2 separate regions of the Mus musculus genome follow, and region 1 is linked to region 2. The links are chromatin contacts, called in public promoter capture Hi-C maps. All regions are on one chromosome and are shown on one strand. The core of a region is the stretch at or near the end of the contact, and the rest is flanking DNA. Distances in the headings are between cores, read along the strand shown.

Region 1 (6,129 bases), core at 1,116-3,615, 2.5 Mb before region 2:
CCTAGGGCACAGGCTCTGTATCCCAGGATGGCCACAAGCTGACTTCATGGCACAAGAACTCTGGGAATTTCCTGGCAGGAAAGCTTCTGTTGCCTGGACATGAGAACAGCTGATGGGTGGCTGGGCTGATGCAAGTGGGCAGCCACATCTCACCCCTAACCTGAGCTTCAGATTCTGGGATGGGATACCTGGCATCTAGACTTGACCACATGGGGCACTGGATTGGTTCAACTCCTAGTATTCCTTGTGGGTCCATCACTGACAAAGGCTAGGGCCTTCTGAACCTAGACCCCTCCCGGCCCTGAGACCTGAGTACACCAGGTATTTTTAGCAACTCTACCCCAACGTCTGGGGCCTATAGCAATCTTTTCCTATTACTGGCAGGGTCAGAGACAAGCTCTCCCAGAAAAGGCTTGGGAGTGCTATGACTGTCCCACTGCACTCTCCAGTCTGCATACATATAGTCTAAAGAGCAGCTACTGAACAAACATCTACAACACAGCAGCATGGTGGAGAAGGTGTGGTCTTGCCCTTGGCTGGCTTGCTATATAGCCTAGCTCTCCCCACCCGTCCAATGACAAAGCTAAGGTTCAGAGGAATTACCTCTGAGTGCCTTCAATGGCAGAGCTAGAACCCTACTACAAGATGTAGAGTGATGTTTTCTTTACAGACCTTACTGGCTGTGAATCAAAATGGTGGCTGGAGCAAAACCATTAGATGGAGGTCTCGGGGCACTGAGCTAAATATAAAGTTAGAAATCCCATGTAGGAGGGGCCTCCTGGCTGGCCCTGAGCAAGAAAAAGCAGTCAGTGCTCTCTGTTGTCCTCCTCTCCTGCCCAGCATTCTGTCCTACGCTACAACACGATCCTCACAGGACTGCCAGGGCTCAGTGGGAGGGGCTGTGGCACCTCATGCCCATCATGCTCTGGTAGAAAGAAGGAAGGCTCACACACACACACACACACACACACACACACACACACACTGGCCCACAGGTTGATGATTTTCAGGAATTGTCTCATTCTTATCCCTCTCAGTTGCCTGGAGTGAATCCGGGAGGAGAGGGACAATGACAGTCCTGGGACACAGAGAACCTCCTCTGCTGCCACCAAGTTCTTCCACTAGAGAATCATTCCCTCCAGTCTTAAAGACCTTCCGGGTACCCAATGTGACTAACCTACAATTTTGGATAGTCGAGGGCAGAGCACCATGGCCTCAACCTTTGTCCATGGAGTGGGACTGAAGGAGGAAGGGTCTGGGAAATTGCTTCACCACTGGGCTCTAGCCAGATAGTCCTTCAGGCCAGTTCCATCCCTTCTTGTCTAGACACGGACTGAGAATGGGAAGCCAGAGTCCCCAGGGGCTAGTCGGTGACTGGGGTGACTGTGCTTCCCGTGGAGGCCCACCCAGCCTGGCAAAGTCTTCCCACGTGTAGCTGCCAGCCCAGCAGAGGTGAGTCACTGGCCCTCAGAACAGTCTACACAAGTGCTGGATAAGCCACAGACCTCCAGGCCCTGCCCAAGCTCTGCTGCCCAGCCCCCAGTTTCTGATGGCACGTCCCTATCGCTAGGGACCCAGCCCTGCCCCAGGCTCTTGGAAGCACCAGAAAATAGTCTGTGACACTCAGAGCAGAAAAGAAACCCTCAGTACAACAGTGAGGGTACTTACCTGGGGCAGAATCTGCCCCTCACGGCACACCCACCTCTGGGGGCCCATTCTTCCCTGAGATCTATTTATTCCACAGACTGACCCAAACAGCCCATCCTCCGTGAAAGAAAGAGACCTCCTTCCCTCAGGCTCCATCTCAACTCTGGAGCCAGGGAAGGGGTCAAAGGTCAGAAAGAGCAAAAAGGATGCTAAGGTCCGCAGGTGGAATGAGACGCCAAGCCTATGAACAACGTCTCCCTCTCCACCGCTAGTGCCAGGCTCCACCCCGCCGGCTGTGGGTTAGCTTACCGTGGCGTCCTCCGCACCGTGGTGGCCGATGAGGCGGCTACCCCCTGGGTGCCGCTGTGCCCAGCGGCTGATGTCGTAGACACGGCGCTCGATGACCAGCCACTTGTCGCCTGGTAGGTCATGCTGGCGGATCTGCTCCCAGCGGAAGATGGGTAGGGGCGCCCCCAGCGGTGCGGGCCCCTCCCGCGGCCCGGGTCCCCCTCCGGGCTCCCCGACACCGCCCATTGCCGCTGTACACAAGTCCTCCGGACCCCGGTACGTGACCAAGGTCTAAGAGAGACACTGAGGGAGGCGAGGTGGCAATCAGGGGTCTTCCTCCGCCCGCCCCACCGGCCCCGCCCTGCCGCTGCGGCCGCCGTAAGAGCGTGCGCCTGCCCGGCTCTCCGCGCAGGGAACTTTTCCCTCCCTTATAACCGCGCTGACAGCGCTCGCCTCGCCCGCCCCTCGTCCCGGCCCCCGCGCTGGCCAGTCCCGCTCTCGCTCCAATCCAGGCGCGGCGCCTCCACATCTATTGGCTGCCCGGGGAGGGCGGTGTCGCGAAGGGGCTTGCCCCACCCTCGAGGGCCTGGGGCCACCACGCCCGGCACTGCCCCCGGGGCACTGCCCCCCCCCCCCCCCAGTTTCTCGGACTCTCGGCTCAACTGAGAAGGCGGGGGATGGGGACCCAGCGCGCACGGGAGTCCTGCAGGCCGCTGCGCCCAGGCACACCCGCAGGGGCCCGAAATGAGCCCAAGTCTGAGCCCTGAAAGGCTGAGAAATGTAGTTAGGGACGTCACCGGTCTTTAACCAGGCATCCCAGGTAGCTAGAAATGAGGACACTACCTTGGGGTGACTGTCAACAGCCACCAAACAATGGACCTCATCCCCCAGTAAACCCTCAATATCCACGCGAGGAAGCCATCTAAAGCAATCTGCAGGAGCAGATGGCCTCTCCTCCTGGCTGTACGCAGGATTGGGGATGCCCAGGTTGGCCACTGGAGGAGGAGCAGAGGACACTGCTGCGTGGAGGTCTGCCGTTCAGGAGATGAAAGAATGGTCCAGTCTGCAATGGGTGGCTTGCTTGTCACCACCTCCCAGTTCTCCCCATTCATGGTGTCACATTTTTGACTTATTAAATTCAAATCCTCTTGAGAGTGTAACTACGTTCCCAATTGTACGATGTTTCTTTGAGACAGACATCAGTTCCTTAAAAGTTAAAAGCTTTCACAACTGGCAAACTTGAAGGTCCATCAGAATTTCCTTGAGGGCTAGTTAAAACAGACTCCCGCACACCACCCTAGTGTGACTCAGGGCAGAAAGGTGAGGCAGACCTGTTTGTTGGGAGCAAATCTTTTCAGAACCTTAAAGTGTATTTTTTCCAATGTGCAAACATTTCCTCTTGGTCTACCTAAGGATTTGTAGGTGACCTGACCTCTAAGGCACCCCTGTGGATAACAAAACCAACCTGTGTTTCTTGCCTACAAAAAACCAGTATATGCATGTAACCTTCACATATCCCCTCATACACTTTAAGTCAGCTCTGAATTCTTAATAATGTCTAATGTGATGTAAATGCTCTATAAATAATTGTTCACTGCATTGTTTAGGGAACAATAAGACTAAAAAAGGCTGAAAGCATTCACTCCAGATGCAACTATTACAGGCCTAAATACACAGGACAAGGAGGAAAGCAGAGGCGAGCAATACTCTAAAGAATGTTGGTTAGATACCTGGGACCTGTGAGATGAGGAGAGGTGACATCAGGGGCAGCCTACGTACACACTGCCTCCATGGAGAGTGAGGAGGGTGTCACAGTCCAGTCTTACATTTGGGAAACTTCCAGAATTCTTTTCTGAACATGTCCAATCTACTCCTGTTCCATCTTAGGCTGCAGAACTCAGAGAGAAGGAAAATCCATGACGTGTATCACAGGCAGACCAGAGCTTGAAGAAAGGAGCCTCTTGGTTCTCTCTAGTTTGAGGAACTCTTGCTTTGCTTAGCCAGGACCAACGAGCCCAAGATATTGCCACAAACAGGAGCTGTTCAATCCCTTTCTATGAAGGCTCTTCAAAATCCTGGAACATGTTTTCTTCTTCACACCTGGGGATACAGGAGCCCTGGCCAAAGAGGATGGCAGGTACTGCTGCCCCCACATGGTCACAGTGAGGACTGGGATAGAGAAAGCCTATGCTTCCCAGGGAATACACCTATTGTATCCAAACTTGGATGCTCATAGGGTGTGGCCTTGATTCATTCTCACACCTCTCGCTCAGTAAGATGTGGCTGGCTCAAGAGCCATTCAAGGGCTCCTTCCCTGGGATCTTGGCCTCAGGTATGGGAGGCAGTTAGGGGTGGACACCAAAGTGGAGGCTGGGCAGACTTGGGAGATAAACCAAGGATAGGCCCTAACTATGCTGCCTTCTCTGGCCATTTCAGTCCAGCATGGAGTCTACAGGTGGTAGACTTTCCACCTGTATCTAGATGTGTGTTTCCATAAAGCATAAACTATGAGTAACTTCTCTCCACTTCCCACACAAAGAGCTTCCCACTTTAGTTCTCTGTAGGTCTTAGGGTCATCTCTAGATGTCTCTCTCTCTCTCCCCCCCCCCCCCATCTCTGACCCCAGAGAACTTGCAACTTGTAGGGAGTCAGAGGAACTTGAGTCTCCATTGTCCATCCCCAAATCCCCAAAGCTGGGCAGCTGAGGCCTCTCAGACCACTTGGAAAGGGAGAGGCATCACTCGACATTCCTGAGCTGCCATTGGATCACTGCCAGGGTGTGCGAGTGTAGGAGGCAGAGGGAAGCCAGCCAAATGAAGTGCTTTGGGGCAGGGGGCGAGCTTGAGGTTTGAGAGTCCCCTGGAATGCCTTGAATACAGCCCCTTACCTCTGTCCCAGCTGGATTCTTTACTGTTGTAAGCTTCCACCCAGGCCTCTGGTTGGATGCCTTGAAATCACCACCCCCTACAGAGCCACCAGCTACTGTCCTGGAGCCAAGATATGTTTGTACAGTGCCAGGGAGGCTCAACAAGCTGGATATGCAAGCAGTGGCTTTAGGAAAAAGCTCTGAAGCCACCAAGAAAGAGCAGTCCTGGAGCTCAGGCAGCAAAAGCACAAAAAAAAAAGGGGGGGGGGCACAAGTCAGAGCTCTAGGGTTTGGCTTGAGTCACAGACCTTATCATGAGCTTGGTTATTAGTCCGGGGTACAACTCTTCTGAGAAAGGAGGGGCAGAGGCCATGGGCACCACAGGATTATGTAAAGGCTATTTGAAACTATTTAGGCCAGCAACGACAAGCCTATCGGCAACTATGGTGGAACACAGACCCTTGGTAAGAGCAGGACACACAGAAATGTGCAGTGAAGGTGAGAAGACTGTAAAGCACTACTCAGGACACAGATCAAAGTCCAGGGAGCAAATACCTCATGTCTCTTAGAATAGTTACTACCAAAACCAGTAAAACAATTTTGGCCAGGAGGCAGAAAAGTTGGAACCCTGGAGTATTGTTGGTAGAACTATAAAATGGTATAGCCATCATGGAAAAAGTACGGAGGGTCCTCTAAAAATACAAAAACAAGAACAAAAAAAATCCCTAATATATGAGCAAATTTACTAACGGTAATTTATTCAAAGGACTCTATGCAGGGTCTCCAAGAGATATTTGCATATACATTAACAGGTACCAGTAACCCGTGTGTGTCTCCAATTAATGGATAAACACAGTGGGCTGTTACACATACATCAGAATATTACCAAGTCTTAAAAGGAAATCCTGTCATCTTACAACATGGATGGATATTGACATTGCATTAAGTGAAACAAGCCAGTCACTAGAAGATGAGTATGCTGCTTCCATTTACAGCAAATCTCTAGAGGAATCAGATTCACGGAGGCAGAAGGTGGAATGCTGATGTCCACAGTCTAGGGGCAGGAGAAATAGGGAATTAGTCAATGGGCATAGTGTTTGTTTTGCAAGATGCAAAATGTTTGTAGCTTGGTTTCATGGCAGTATGAATGTGCCTAGCACAAGTATAATTCTACACTTTAAAATGTGTAAGATTACATGTTAGGTTTTTATTTTTTTAAAAAATAAGTATGGCAGAGATTGCTTCGTGGGTAAAGCACCTCCTGTGAAAGTCTGATGACCTGAGTCCAGAACTGCAGAAATCTTATAAAGCTTGATCCGGTAGTCCAT
Region 2 (6,724 bases), core at 1,104-3,603:
TTGTAAAAAATATTTCAACATAAATACTAATAGCTAACAAATGTTTATTTTCTATCAAATAAATTATTCAAATGCATACACCTACCATTGGAGAAATTTTATTATAAATATGCAAAATGAGGATTTTCTTTTTCACTGTTTCCTGGCCCCTGAATAAATAAAATCAGGATCTATAAGTTGTGCTAAGAATAGTGGGTATCTGAAAACTAGGAAGAGGTAGTCAGATCTCCATAAGTTCATCTTCAAAAGAAGTTCCAGGGGCTGGTGAGATGGCTCAGTGGGTAAGAGCACCCGACTGCTCTTCCGAAGGTCCAGAGTTCAAATCCCAGCAACCACATTGTGGCTCACAACCATCCGTAATGAGATCTGACTCCCTCTTCTGGAGTGTCTGAAGACAGCTATAATGTACTTCCATATAATAAATAAATAAATAAATCTTTAAAAAAAAAAAAAAAAAAAAGAAGTTCCAGACCAACCATGGCTACACAGTGAGATCCAGTTTTTATTTTTTTAGTTTTTTTTTCCAGACAGGGTCTCACTGTGAGAACCATGACTTTTTTTTTTTTTTTTTTTTTTTTTTTTAACACTGTTGAGAGGAGCCCTAAAAACTAGGGTTAAGGGCTATAAAAGCACAAAACTGCATTCAATCCCTAGCAGCACAAACCAAACTGTTCTTCCTTACTAAACACTAAGAAAATTATTATGGCATACAACCACACCTCCCTCTTCTGTTTTGTTTTGTTATTGTTTGTGGGTTTGTTTGTTTTCAGGGGGTGACTTGTTTTGTTATTTAGTTTGGTTCATTTTGTTCCCCCGAACCCAGACAAGGTTTTTCTGTGTAGCCTTGGCTGTCCTGGAACTCGCTCTGTAGACCAGGCTGGCTTTGAACTGAGAAATCCACCTGTCTCTGCCTCCCAAGAGCAGGGATTAAAGGCGTGCGCCACCACCACCCCTCAACTGTTTTTCTTATGGTTATGACTATTACAAAAGACAGTAAACTACCGAAAATAAAACAATGTTGGTATTGGCCTTATGCTTCACTAGGTGAAAATGTTTTTCACCCATACATCCCCTCACGCATGTAAAAGCTGCACAGGAATTTCTAGAATACAAGCTGGTTTTCGTAGGAAGCAAAACAGCCCTCATTTGATGTTGCAGTTTGTATGTAAGCTGAATACTGACATAGAGTACAAATCCTTAACGTAGGTTTTACTTAACTCCACTTCTCCAAAACAAAACTGAGAACCATGACGTTTTAGACTGCTAGGGGTTTTTTTTTTTTTTTTTTTTTTTTTCTTCACCTTTTGCAAAACATTCCACTTCGTACTCAAATTTGAAGACTGGGGTTTGCTAAAAAATTCTTCAAACACTACTGTTGACTCTTCTTTTTTTTTTCCTTTAGATTTCGCAACTGAAACTTGCAATCATTTCAGGGCCATACCCATTAAACAAGCACAGTGCCAGGTAAAATGACAGGCGAAACTGCATCCATGAATTTACGGAGGGACTATTTGGTTTTCATTTAGTACTTTTACCACCTCATTTTATGTCTCCGGCAAAGCCAAAGGAACCAAACTTACTTTAAAAAAAAAAAAAACAAAACAAAAAACTTGCAAAACAAAACAACCAAATTTAGGCCAATTCTTTTATCACCAAACATGGAGATAAGCGCGGGTGGAAAACGAACTTTACTAATACTTGTCAGTATCTCAAGGTCTTTTCGTTTAAAATAAAACCTTTCAACTCCAAGGCTGCACCGCAGCATTCCAGCACTTTAAGGCTCAACAATAAAGCCTTCCGCCGATCCCGGCCCGTTAAGACGGACCGCCAACCTCGCTTCCCGACCCGGAGCGCGCCACCGCCCGGCACGCCCTGCCCAGCACAGGGCGGAGCTCGACGGGCCAGAACACCAGGCCGCAGGAGGCCGCGGGCTCCCGGCGGAGACTGGGAACGTTCCCCGCTCCAGGAGCCCCGGCCCTGAATTCCGAGCCGAGACACCCGGCGGTGCGGCCTCCCGTCGCCACACCAAAAAAGGCGGCGGCAGGGACGGCTTGTCACCTCGGAGCCGAAGCACTGGGAGGCAGCGTGGGTAACCACGGACCGGGTCCCGGGAAAATTGGACGCCTCACCTGCTCCTCTCGATGCCACCGCTGCAGTTCGCTGAGGGGACAACATGGAGCCTCCTCCTTCAGCAGAAGTAGCAGAGGCAGAGAAGACAGGAGCGGGTTGAGGCTGCCCTGGAGGAGGGAAACAGGCGGAGCCTGGACTTGGGGAGAAACCGAGAAGGAGGGGCGCGCGGAGAAAGCCTACAGCTCAGGAGACAGCCCTGCCGATGGCGCAGGGCGTGACGAGGGCGGGAAAGCGCACGCGGCCGAGTCCCGCCACCGTTCGGTGCGCGTGCGCCGGAGCGGGGATCGTGCCGCGGGTACCTGTGACTGCGTACTGGAATGTCGGGTCCATCGGGAATTGTAGTTCGGCGTTTTCTTGGGCCCGGCCCCTCTGACCCGGGTGTTCGCCCTCATCCGGGGCGTAGAGGAAACGGAGGACAGGACTGGGCCGAGTGGGTCTTCCTACCGCTGAACTACAACTCCCATTAGGCCTTGCAAAGGGAAAAAAATGAGGAGGGCTCTCGGAAGACCCTGCCCGGCGCCTAACCCGGGGACCAGGGCCGGGCTTTGGCCACCCGGTTCCCGCCGGGAGCCCCCACCCGGCCCGCGTGCTGGGCTCTGGTGTTCCTCGCTGGCCAGGACTACAGGTGGTGGTATGAAAGAATTAACATGATGACGCGAACGCTTCGACTTTGACTTCACAAGGACAGACCATCGTGACTTCATTATCATCACCATCACCCCTAATCTCTGATCTGACCAAGGCTTACTAAAAGCTAAAGTAACGCCGGTCGTGGTGGCGCACGCCTTTAATCCCAGCACTTGGGAGGCAGAGGCAGGAGGATTTCTGAGTTCGAGGCCAGCCTGGTCTACAAAGTGAGTTCCTGGACAGCCAGGGATACACAGAGAAACCCTGTCTCGAAAAACAAAAAAACAAAACAAAACAAACAAACAAAAAGCTAAAGTAAGACCTTACTAAGTCAGGCTCCGGGTGGCACGCTGGTAATCCCAGTACTGGAGACCAGGAGAGGAGGATCAGGTGTTCAATACCTTCCTGAACTACATAGTGAGTCTCTGTCTCATTTTCGCGCGACCTCAGACTATTCTGAGCCATGACCCACCTTTTGTAAACTTTAGACTTCTAGGACCGTGATTCAAAGTTACTTTACAAAAGGAAGTTGTTGGGAAATGCTTTTATTCATACTTGACATATTGTGAAAATACAATTTGCCACAACTAAATACTGTTTTCTAACAAATCCTATAGATGGAGGTAGTGTCACCCCAGTGACTTGATTTTTCCTCACCATTGTTTCGTTCATTCAGCAAATGTTTTCTTTATTCCTTCGGCCTACCCTGAACTTCCCTCTATCTCTACACCCTGCCAAGCCTTTCAGCTATCTTTACTTCCTGAGCAATTATGCCAAAGGTTATGAGGTAAAAATTATTCGTAGCCTACCTAAAGAAATCCTGTTTACACTTCTTTAACCCCTCTTTGAGCCCCTTTACCCCCCAAACTCTCAAGACTGTTAGGAAACTCTCTTCTAGCTTTTAGATTTAAACCAAATTAGATCTTCTAGGCTATTGTGTAGTTGTTTCTTCTAAGGTGGACATGACCATTGCTGTCTTGAATCAGCCACAGGAGACTCATTGGAGGAAGGTGTATATCCAAGAGCAAATTGACCAGAAGGACTCTTCCATTACTGAAGCTGCCCATGGAACTCATCAGGAGTGCAGGTTCTTTGTGAATCACCCACGCTCCAGGTGAGATTTTTAATTTGTATAGTTGCCTATAAACTGCCCAAGGGACTTCCTGGTGATGTAACTGCCTTTGAGTCACCCGTGTACCTATAAGTGGCCTCAATAAACTCAATGGTTCACCAAGCTGAACTTGGATAGAATTCTTTCTTTGGTCTGTCAGTGCCCTTACCCCAGAATGACTAGGCCATTGTTTCTCTCTCCCAAGAAAAAGTAACACAGCATAGGCCAACCTGGTCCAGCAAGAAACTAGAAGTAAACATTAGGGGAAGAGATTAGTTCAAGAAGACATGACACAAACCCATTTTGTTACATGCTCAAAGAGGAGAGCCAAAGGGCAATGACTTTGTCACAACTGCAAATATTATTGTGTAAGAATTTAAAATCGCCCACACATCCTAGCATTCTCCAGTCCCCTTTTCTAAAGTATTGTTTTTTAATTTTTATTTTTTATTCTACATTACATCCAACTGCAATTTCTCCTCCCTCAGCTCCCCCACGCCCCCATCTTTCCCCTCCTCTCTTCCCCAGAACCAACCCTCTCCACATCCCCTCTAAGAACAGGCTTCCCAGGGACATCAATCAAACAGGGCATAAGAAGCAACAATAGGACCAGGCACCACGGGATCATCGCATCAAGGCTGGAACAGGGCAACCCAGTAGGAGGAAAAGGGCCCCACAAGCAGGCAGAAGAGTCAGAGACAGCCCCAGTTGCCCCACGAACACCAAGCTCCTCAGCCAGAACATGTATGTAGAGGATCTGAGTCAGACCCTGCAGGCTTCCTGATTTCTACAAGCCCCAGCGAGTCCTAGCCAGTTGATTCTGGGCTCTGCGGTGTCCCTAACTCCTTGGGTTCCTCTGATCCTTCCTCTCCCTCCTCCACAGGACTCCCAGAGATATGGGACCTTGTGTCTGTTCCCCATCGGTTGCTGGATGAAGTCTCTTTGATGAGATTATTTTAGATTCTGATCCAGAACACTCTACAGGCAGAACAAACTGTAGGTGGAAGGTTTTGTGCCTGGGTTGGTGTCCCAGTCACTCCACTTGAGACTTTGACTAATTACAGAAGACAGAAGAATGTGTCCCCCATTACTAGAAGTCTTTGCTAGAGTAATTCTCATAAATTCCATGGGGTTTCCATTGCACTAGACTTCTACCTCATCCCCAAAATGGCCCCAATTTGGGGGCATTTTAAATTCCACTTAGGGAATAAACCCTAGAATGTATGGGTGATTTTGAATTCCAGTCATTTCTCCTCCCCACCACCTCTCCTGTTCCCAACTCCACCTATCCCGTGTGTTTTTCTTTTTAATTTGGGGGGGCGGGATAAATATTCCACAGTGCACATAGAAGTCAGAGGACAACTTTTCAGAAGTTGATTCTCTTCTATCTCTTTAAGATTTATTTTTAATTATTATAAATCCATGAGTATGTGCACATGATGGTGAGTTGCCATGGAGGCCAGAGGCATTGGGTCTCTTGGAACTGGTTTTGGGTATTTGGGAGCCACCCAGCATGGGTGCTGGGAACTGCTGAGCCGTTTTCCTAGCTCCTCCACCTCGTTTTTGAGGCAGGATCTCTTGTTTCTGGCACTCAGTGCAGACAAAAGCTTCCAGAAGATTGTCCCATCTCTACCTCCCACCTTGCTGCAGGGATGCTGCAAAAGACCCACTGTATCTATATCTATTACATTTTTAAATAATATATAGGTAATTTTTTAAAATGTGAGTTGTGGAGATCAAACTTGGGTTGTCAGACACACAGAGCAAGTGCTTTTAGCCACAGAGCCATCTTGCTGGCTCTTGCCTTCCATTTCTCCCAGTATATTCTTACCATCAGATTTGAGTTTTACATTTCTATCTTTCTTTTTTTTTTAACTTCTTTTAATCATTTATTTATTTATTTATTTATTTATTCATTGGGGTTTTTTTTGTTTTGTCTGGTTGTTTTTGTTGTTGTTGTTGTTGTTGTTTGTTGAAACAAGGTTTCTCTGTGTATCCTCCGCTGTCCTGGGAAACTACCACCAAACATGCTTTTCCTTGGCAGAAGTTGTTTTCTAAGCTGTGACCAATCCTAAAATCTACCAATAATTTGTACCATGTTGTTTCAAAAGTCAAAATCTTCCAAGTGTGAGGAAGGCCAATATATTTGTATTGACTTCAGTGATTTGCACACATCTAACTCTAACATGAAGGACTCACTTCCTGACAGGATATATTTCAGTACATTTTTATTGGAAGCTCTTAAAATCAAACAGGGTATTGTGTCCTGTAGCAAAACTATGTATGTAATACTAAAAGAGGCAGAAAGTTCTGAAGCAGTTAGTGTAACATACACCTTCCTCATTCCTTAATACAACCTTTTTGGTTTCTACTTACTATCTGTTTCAGGCACTGATGCTGTAGCTATTTTGTTCAAAACAAAGTTCTCCATTTGGAATTTATAACAGAAAGAAAGAAATGTTCACATCTATGATCCCTGCATACACTTGGAAGGCAAAGGCAGTAGGATCCCTGTGAGTTCAAGGCCAGTCTTGTCTACACATTGAATTCCAGGATAGCCAGAACTACTTAGAGAGACCTTGTCTCAAAGAGAAGTAAAAAAAAAAACAGCCAAAGTTCAAAATACCGATTCTCATGGTAGCCTGCCTTCAGTCTTCTCACTTAGGACTGGGGCATATAGCATGACTTGTGTTTTTTTAGAAGAAAGTGACAGGTTACATGTAGACACTTTTGAGTGGTTAAGGCCATTGGATCTGGGGCCAGCCTGACTGGCATTAAATTTTGGCACTAATGCTCACTAACTGCAAACTCAGGGAAGTTAATCTCTCTGAATCTGTTTTATCGGTTACAAACTAA

Evidence for each region. Capture Hi-C pulls out chosen DNA fragments and counts their contacts.
Region 1: a contact with region 2 is called in a promoter capture Hi-C map of liver, with 3 times the contacts expected there. A contact is called at or near these places in 2 of 39 promoter capture datasets (cranial neural crest and hippocampal neurons) and 1 of 9 other capture datasets (liver).

What each region holds. Positions count from the first base shown.
Region 1 is chr19:10,037,784-10,043,912 of GRCm38.p6, reverse strand. It overlaps Fads3 (fatty acid desaturase 3), which reads right to left and starts at 2,365. Exons shown (of 12, transcript NM_021890.3): 1 at 1,957-2,365. The coding sequence starts at 2,181. It also overlaps a transcript of Rab3il1 not described here.
Region 2 is chr19:7,490,067-7,496,790 of GRCm38.p6, reverse strand. Atl3 (atlastin GTPase 3) reads right to left here and starts at 2,353. Exons shown (of 13, transcript NM_146091.4): 1 at 2,130-2,353. The coding sequence starts at 2,175. Gm52401 (a long non-coding RNA gene) reads left to right here and starts at 2,997. Exons shown (of 2, transcript XR_003952920.1): 1 at 2,997-3,174; 2 at 3,744-3,997.